2 separate regions of the Triticum aestivum genome follow, and region 2 is linked to region 1. Evidence: chromatin contacts called from public Hi-C data. All regions are on one chromosome and are shown on one strand. Each heading gives the region's core, a stretch centred on a gene start, on an enhancer-like site or on the middle of the called end of the contact. The rest is flanking DNA. Distances are from core to core; before and after follow the strand shown.

The links. Hi-C and Micro-C count contacts between places; a contact is called where the count stands out from the background.
Region 2: a contact with region 1 is called in a Hi-C map of leaf, with 5 times the contacts expected there. The contact joins the promoter of LOC123166241 here to the promoter of LOC123169506 in region 1. A contact is called at or near these places in 2 of 5 Hi-C or Micro-C datasets (both in leaf).

Annotation. Positions count from the first base shown.
Region 1 is chr7D:413,084,941-413,089,109 of IWGSC CS RefSeq v2.1, reverse strand. LOC123169506 (GDP-mannose transporter GONST1) reads left to right here and starts at 2,285. Exons shown (of 12, transcript XR_006484861.1): 1 at 2,285-2,571; 2 at 3,338-3,409; 3 at 3,562-3,787; 4 at 3,899-4,038.
Region 2 is chr7D:413,670,127-413,674,001 of IWGSC CS RefSeq v2.1, reverse strand. It overlaps LOC123166241, which reads right to left and starts at 1,892. Exons shown (of 2, transcript XM_044584013.1): 1 at 1,187-1,892; 2 at 163-1,092. The coding sequence starts at 1,531. The coding sequence ends at 493.

The DNA of each region.
Region 1 (4,169 bases), core at 1,036-3,535:
CGAGGAGTTTTCTGCTCTCCGTCACACTAACACCTGGGTGTTGGTGCCTCGGCCACCTGGTGTTAATATTGTGAGCTGCAAGTGGATTTTCAAAACCAAGCATCGTCCGGATGGGTCTGTTGATAAGCACAAAGCTCGTCTTGTTGCTCGCGGTTTCACTCAACGGCATGGGATTGACTACGGAGATACGTTTAGCCCGGTGGTGAAGCCTGCCATGGTTCGCTTGGTTCTGTCTCTTGCTGTGTCTCGTGGTTGGAGCCTCTGACAGATTGATGTGAGCAATGCCTTTCTACATGGGTTCTTGGCCAAAGATGTGTACATGCAGCAGCCACCTGGGTTCGAGGATGCCACTTATCCCTCTCATGTCTGCAAACTTCAGCGGTCTATTTATGGTCTCAAGCAGTCGCCTCGTGCCTGATATGCTTGTTTGAGTCAGCGCCTTTCGCTGCTCGGTTTTGTTGCCTCCAGATCAGATGCATCTCTCTTCATCTTCTCCCAGGGTAAAATACAGATATACATGCTGGTGTACGTTGATGATATTGTGATTGCTGGCTCTACCCCCGCCGTGGTGGATCGTCTTGTGCAGTCATTGTCTGCTAGCTTTCCCATCAAAGGTTTGGGTCGCCTCAAGTACTTTCTTGGTTTGGAAGCGTCCTTTCATTCAGGGGGCATGACCTTGACGCAGAAAAAGTATGCTTTGGATCTTCTTCATCGCGTTAACATGGAGAACTGCAAGGCCACTTCCACTCCGGTTGCTACTTCCGAGAGTCTCTCACGTCATAGTGGTGCACTACTGGGTAGAGCTGACTCCTTTCGGTATCGCAGTGTGGTTGGAGCACTTCAGTATTTGACCCTCACTCGTCCTGATATCTCCTTCGCAGTGAACAAAGTGTGTCAGTTCCTGTCTCAGCCAACGGAGGATCATTGGGAAGCAGTCAAGCGTATTCTGAGATATGTCAAAGGTACGCTAGACATGGGACCACGGATTCGTAAGTCCAGATTTACCGGAGTGAGTATATTTACCGATGCAGACTGGGCAGGCTGTGTTGATGATAGGCGCTCCACTGGTGGTTTTGCTATATTTGTTGGACCTAACCTTGTATCTTGGAGCTCGAAGAAGCAACCCACAGTCTCGAGATCAAGCACCGAGGCAGAATATAAGGCATTGGCCAATGGCGCGGCTGAAGCCATTTGGATAGACTCAGTTCTCACAGAACTTGGAGTCCCACGGCAGCGCACTCCTATATTATGGTGTGATAACTTAGGGGCAACTTACCTGACGGCGAATCCAGTGTTTCATGCTCGGACCAAACACATTGAGATTGATTTCCATTTTGTGAGAGAACGAGTAGCTGCTTGTGAACTGGAAGTCAGGTTTATTTCTACAGATGATCAGTTAGCGGATGTATTTACTAAACCCGCTACTAGACAGATGCTAGACCGTTTTAGAACCAATCTAAATCTTGTATGTAGTTCAGATTGAGGGGGCATGTAAAGTAGGGTCTAGTATATTGTCCTTATACACGTATTCGTATACGTATGTAATTGTAATTGTGATCGTCTATATATTAAGACGTGAGGCTGGATGTCAACCACCCACGCAAAACCCTAAACCCTGTGTTTAACTCTATGCTATGAGCTGTGAGCCAACCGGCGACAGGAGAAGGCGGGTTGCTAGCGAGCACAAGGACGAGCGCAGGCGGCGCGAGTGGAAGGCGAGCGCGGCGACGAGGGGGAGCTGCGCGAGATGGAGATGCGTGAGTAGGAGGAAGGTCTCCGGGGGAACCGTTCTTTTGCTAAATCCAATGGCCGTGGCTACTGGCATCCGGCGCCTAGGCCGATCACGCGCTATAGTGCTGGCCTATGAACAACACAGTTTTAAAAGACTTTCTTCTAGCCGGCCCTCCTCAACGCCCATATTTTCCGCCGCCACTGCTCCTCAGCCGACCCAAATGAAACTTTGTCAATCTTTCGTTCGTTAAGCACTGTTCGTCTGTAAGAAACAGATGTGACCTCATAAAACCATTTTTCTGCCCTGTTCCTGGCTCTCCTCTGCAATGAACGGACGGTCACACTCGCACGAAACACGCCACCTCACTTTGCTCAATCCACGAAAACTTTGCACGCCCAAAATAAAAGGGGAAACAAATACCAGACGCAACATCCGCAGCACAGCGCAACCACTGCCGCGAGCTCGGTTGCCTTCCTTCCCAGTCACTGAAGCATGGACCAGCGCGCAAGCGGGACCCGGTACTCAGCGACGAGACGGCCGATGCCGCAGCGCGCCGAGGAGTAAAAGCAGTAGCCGCAGGGGCGCAAAGCCAAGCTGTGTCAGCTGTATTGACTCGGCGGGGGCCCACCGGTCAGCCTGCGAACGTTCCTTCTTCCGCCGGATATTTTAAAAGCCAAGCAGCTCCCTTCCGTTACTTTCCGAGTCGCCGCCGCTTCCAGCTCCTCCGCCGCGCTACACCGTCGAGCTCCTCGCCGGCACAGTCCCGCCACCGTCTCCGTGGGCCACGAGGGAGCCGCTCGGTTTCCCCAGGGACCCTGCTCCGGCGCCATGGCTTCCAGGTGAGCTCCCGGTCGGCCTCTCTCGTTCTCCCAACTTCCACGTGCGTCCCTCTCCCGCACCAGTTGGCTCACCTGAGCTCCGATGATCCCTTCGGGTACGGCGGTTGAGATTTCACGCCGGGTTAGTTGTGCCTTGCTTCCGATTAGGAGCCGTAGTGCTTAGGTTGGGCTGCTCAAAGGTTCGCTTGGTTTCCAGAACTTGCGATTCGATTCCTGAAGCGCCAAATTGTTAATCGGATTCTTCCTTGTATATTTCTGTTGATTAGCTCAACTTCAGGTTACTTCTGAAGCGTACAGGCATGCGAAACCTCATTTCAGTTCGTTGCAGTTTGGCTTTTAGCCCCTCCAAGCTCCAAATAAATAGGAATTACTTGCAGAGCGTACTAGGTTGACGACTTATGTACTGCTCAGTACAGTCCTGTCGAATTATATTCAATACTAGTACCATTGGCTGGAGTTTTGCTGCAGGTACAGTACGAGTCCTGAAGCTAACTATAACCCGCAAAAAAAAACTATAACTGGAAAACCCCACCGAAATTGATCAATTTAGCCTTATTTTAACTAGGGGAGCATGGTGACTCTTTAGGAGAATGCAAATGCTTATAGTTATCCTCTAGTATGATGCGTTTGAAGTGCCATTGGTTTAATACACATGCTTGGTCCATGGGTTCAGATTTTAATTTAAGATGCTTCACAAGATATAAGCAGCGAAAATTGATTTAATAATTGGATTACTGTTGATTGGAAGAGTTCCATTATCTTGCAGAAACCCTCCGCTAGTCACTCATGTTGATCCCGACGCCCCTCCTGGGAGAAAAGCACCAGACATTGGCAACAGGCATGTAAGCTTCCCTTGATCAGTAGTGTCTTAAAAAAATAAAATAATCTGAAAACATCTTCTGAACCTTATTCTCGTCAATGGATATCTTGGAAGCAATCATCATGCAAGCTAACACAACCCGTTGTATTTCTGGCTCATATATTCTCCAGATCTACGATGGGAACTTCCTGTGTTGATGACACAGACCTGGAAGATGTTAAGGCCTCAAAAGATAGAGATATGCCTTCACACTTACTCATGCTCCCAAACATTCAGAATCAGTCCCTTCTGTCTGGTTTTGCTTACTGCATAGCATCCTGCAGCATGATTTTAGTTAACAAGTTTGTGCTGTCTGGCTATGGTTTCAACGCTGGAATATTCCTGATGATTTACCAGGTAATTTTATATTACTGACTGTATACTTCTCATGCAATTGTGTTTTCCTTCTGCGTTGTATCTATGATGGTTGGGTGACATTGATAGTGTCTTCATCACGTTTTACTGCAGAACATTGTATCAGTGACCATAGTTTCTGCACTGTCCCTCTCTGGTGTTATCCCAACTGAACCATTAACATGGAAGTTAATCAAAGTTTGGTTGCCTGTGAACATTATATTTGTCGGGATGCTAATCACAAGCATGTTTAGGTATGTGTCAGATCTTCATATTATTTAGCTGAGCGCTATTTTCTGTGCATATAGTTAGTCTGTACTTGTATCCAATTTGGTACCAGAATATGGACTCCTTTACTGAATTTAAGCACTTAATTATTTTTATT
Region 2 (3,875 bases), core at 643-3,142, 590 kb before region 1:
TATAGAACTCTCTTTTTGTCTCTGCCCAACAAGCTGCCCACATCTCCACAGAACTTTTCCAATTCGAGAAAAGGGCAAAGAGCTGCTTTCCTTTTCCGATGCAGATTCTTCCTTTCACCATCAACTATTATATCACCAATTCATCCTCTAAGATCGATCCCCTAAAAATTACTGGACATATATTCTGATTCTGATTCTGACAAATAGATAGGCCTAAGCACCAACTGCCTGCCACTACCACCTGCTGCCCCGCTCTGCTTAGGAAGAATACAAGCATGATGATATTCCAGTGCAGGACATATGTATAGACACACTAGCTGCTATGATAGCTAGACTAGAGAGAGCAGCTAGATTAGATTACCCAACCACAAGAGAGAAGAACACCCACATTTTTTTGGTTCTAATTTGTTAGCCTTGTTGTACTATCTACCATGCCCTGTTTGTTTCAGGCTTTCAGCTAGCTGCTGCAGAAGTACAGATTGTGAGCTTGGATCAGCGATGGCTGCACAGGTCCGACAGCATCTTCCTGCCTTCCACAATCTCATCGAAGAAGTCGTCCAGCTCGCCGACGACACCCTCGGCTCCTGACCTCAGCATCCTGACCCATCCTTTGATGATCTCCACCCTCTCGGTGATCTCGCCAGGGTCGCCGTACCCCATGGCGACGATCCTGTCGAACTCTGTCTTGAGGCTCTCAATGCCGGCCCTGGCCTGCCGGAACTCGTACATCATGATGCCGGAGCCGGAGTGCTCGCCGGCGACCGCCTCCATCTCCTCGGCGACACGCTGGCGCAGGCGGCCCATGGAGGAGACGTAACCGGCGCCCGAGGTGCGGAATGGGTGCGCGCAGCAGGCGAGGTCCGGGAGGCAGGAGACGGTCCCTGAGACGAGGAGCATGAGGAGGAAGGAGCTGGCGTTGCGCAGCGCGTAGAGCACGCCCCGGAAGCCGTTGAAGGCGTTGAGCTTGAACTCCACGGGCGACCGGTCGTCGAGCAGCAGCGACGCCGGGTCGATCCTGGTCTCGGCGAGCGCCCGGTTCTCCTGCTCCAGCCCCACGGCCTGCCGCCGTGGCGCGTTGATCGCACGCATCACCTGCACGCATTTGTGTGATCAATGGAGGCCAAAGCTATGGGCGTGAGCAACTGAGCATGCACGCATAGGGAGGCAGGAGAGGAGAGGAGCGTACCTGGCGGGCGGTGTGGGGGTTGGGGTTGCAGAGCCAGTCGTCCAGCGCGGCGTCGATGCGTGCCGCGGAGGCGCAGTAGGTGTCGAGGGCGGAGGCGCCGGCCTTGACGACCTGGCAGGCCTCCCAGAGGCGGGAGGTCTCGTCCATGTACTCGTCGAGCCAGCTCTCCCCTGGCGGCAGGTGGAGGCGCTGCACGAGGTGGACGAGCTGGGAGTGCAGCGACCGGAGCAGCGCCGCGGCCTGCTGCAGGAAGGGCGCCGACATGAAGGCGGCGTCTGGCGACGAGGCCAGTGTGGCGTGGAGCGCGTCGAGGCCGTGGGCGATGGACGAGTAGAAGCCGTTCATGACTGGTTCTGCCGCCGACTCAAGTTTGTGCGTGTGTTTGCTGGAACGGTGAGAGCAGAGTGTGGTGGTGCATGGGGGATTGAGGCTGAGCTGGAGCAGAGGATCAGCCTATATATAGAGGATGGAAGGGAGAGGAGAGGAGGCGAGTGTGTTGGTGTATGAGGAAGCAATGATGGGGTGTCCGGCGGTCAGGGGGAAGGATGATTGGGGACTGGGCAGAGGGCCATCGCCATTGCCAAGACTGCTCTGCTCGCTCGCTTCTCTCTTGATGACCACCACTCTGCCATCCCTTGGCCTCGCCATGAGAGAGGAGTACTAGTAGTAGCTAGCATGCATGGGAAAACGTACTCAGTCAGCTAGCCTATCAGCTACCCAGCCAAGCCAGTTTTCCCATGAATCTCACTCCACTCCGCTCCGTCCCTGTCTTGAGTTGTACGTACTCCTTCCAGGCTCAAGGGGGACCATTGCCATTTGCCCCAGGCGATTAATTACTTGCTGGTGCTAATCAAGGAAAAAAAATGCGCCAGCAGCAGTACTCAGCACTTGGAGCTGGCAGCTGGCATTGCTGCCTTTTTTCCATATTCTGCAGCAGCCAAGCCATTGAATCCGGGTGGGGGGCCTGTGTGCCGGCCTCGGATGGGCGCACCATCAAGCAGCAGGGAAGCAAAGAGAAACACACGCTGCCCCTCCCCTGTCTGCCCCTCAACGGAGCCCCTCTTCGTTTTTCTGGAAACCCACGTTATGTGCGTTAGGTGCCCACATTACACTTTCATATCACTACGTACAGAGTGCATCGCTCGCCATTGCACCCAGCCACAAAATTAATGCGACATATACCATATGGCAGTTGCAGCCAAATGCATTACTACTACTGTAGTACTATGTATTTTCGTTCTTTTCTTTTCTTTTGTCTGTGTAGTGTAACCGGGTGGGTAGGAGTTGAACGGCGGGAGCTGCTGCTTCTTCTAGACGTAGTACGCCTGGCATGCACCGCACCAATGTGTGTCACGCAGAGAAGCAGCAGAGGGGGAGGAGGAGGAGGACAAAGTTTCAAAGGCGGGCATGGAATCCGAGAGATTTGTCGAAAAGCCTTGCTAGTAGGACGTGCTGTGCTGTACTTGCCCGTGGATCAATGGTTGCTGGCTCGGCTCGCTGGAATGGGATGCCAATGGAATGGAATGATGGGTTTCCTTGTACCCGTACAAATCTCCCTCTGTCCTCGCTACAAGAACCCCATTTCCATGGCGTGGCCGCCTTTTGAGGCGTCTCCCTCTCACCCGGGCCTCCAACCCGGCCAGCAATCATGCCCAATATATGCCCGTGCCCGGCCTCCCCTCCTCTCCCCTCCCCGTTTCTCTAGGGCACATGTTGGGTCGTACGTGCCAGCATATACTCCCTCTATCTACTCCTTGGAAAGTTGGCGTTTGTTGGACAACCACCATCTACAGCTTTGACCCAACACGACAACAAATTCTAGTAACAACAGTATCAGAAATACTTTTCAAGAAAAAAAATCTATGAATGCATATCAACTTCAAACATCAAATTCAAAATTTACAAATCTATAAATAATAGCGCGACTCCTCTGGTGACCTGAGGGCCGCAAGAAACCCTAGCCGCTACCGCCAAGGCCCTAACCCGCGGTCAGCCCCAGCCTCATTCCTTGCGGGGGTTGAGGGTGGGGTCCTCTCCCCTCACACCCCCTCAAGCGGTGGAGCCTGGACCCATCGGAGCAATGACCCTAGTATTGATTGTGGTGCCCCTAGGACATTGTATAAAAATTGTAATATCACCAAAATACTTTTCAAATACAAATCTTGCATATGTTCCTCAAGTATCCAATAAACATTCTAAATATAAAAATAATCAAAACACGTGAACATGTCTAAAATGTATGCTTTTCGAGAAGCAATTATACAACTTTGGATCCAGGTCACGGACCTCACGGTTGGCGATTTGCCACCACCCTCCTCTCTTACAAGGTTAAGATTACGATTGTTTTGTACTCTCTCCGTTCCTAAATATAAGTCTTTTTTAGAGATTTCAATAAGGACTACATATGGATTTATATGGACATATTTTAGAGTGTAGATCCACTCATGTTGCTTTGTATATATGTAGTCCACATTGGAATCTCTACAAAGACTTATATTTAGAAACAGAGGGAATAGTTTAGTAAAGTTAAGACTTAGGTTCACCTTCATTACTCTAACGTATGTGAGGATATATTGTATCAGGTGCGCAGACAAGCCTAAGGCTACCAGGGCCACAGCATGGGTCGTGAGGATATATTGCTTCGTTTATGTAGCGATTTTACCACTATTTAGCACTGTAGCTAGTGTTT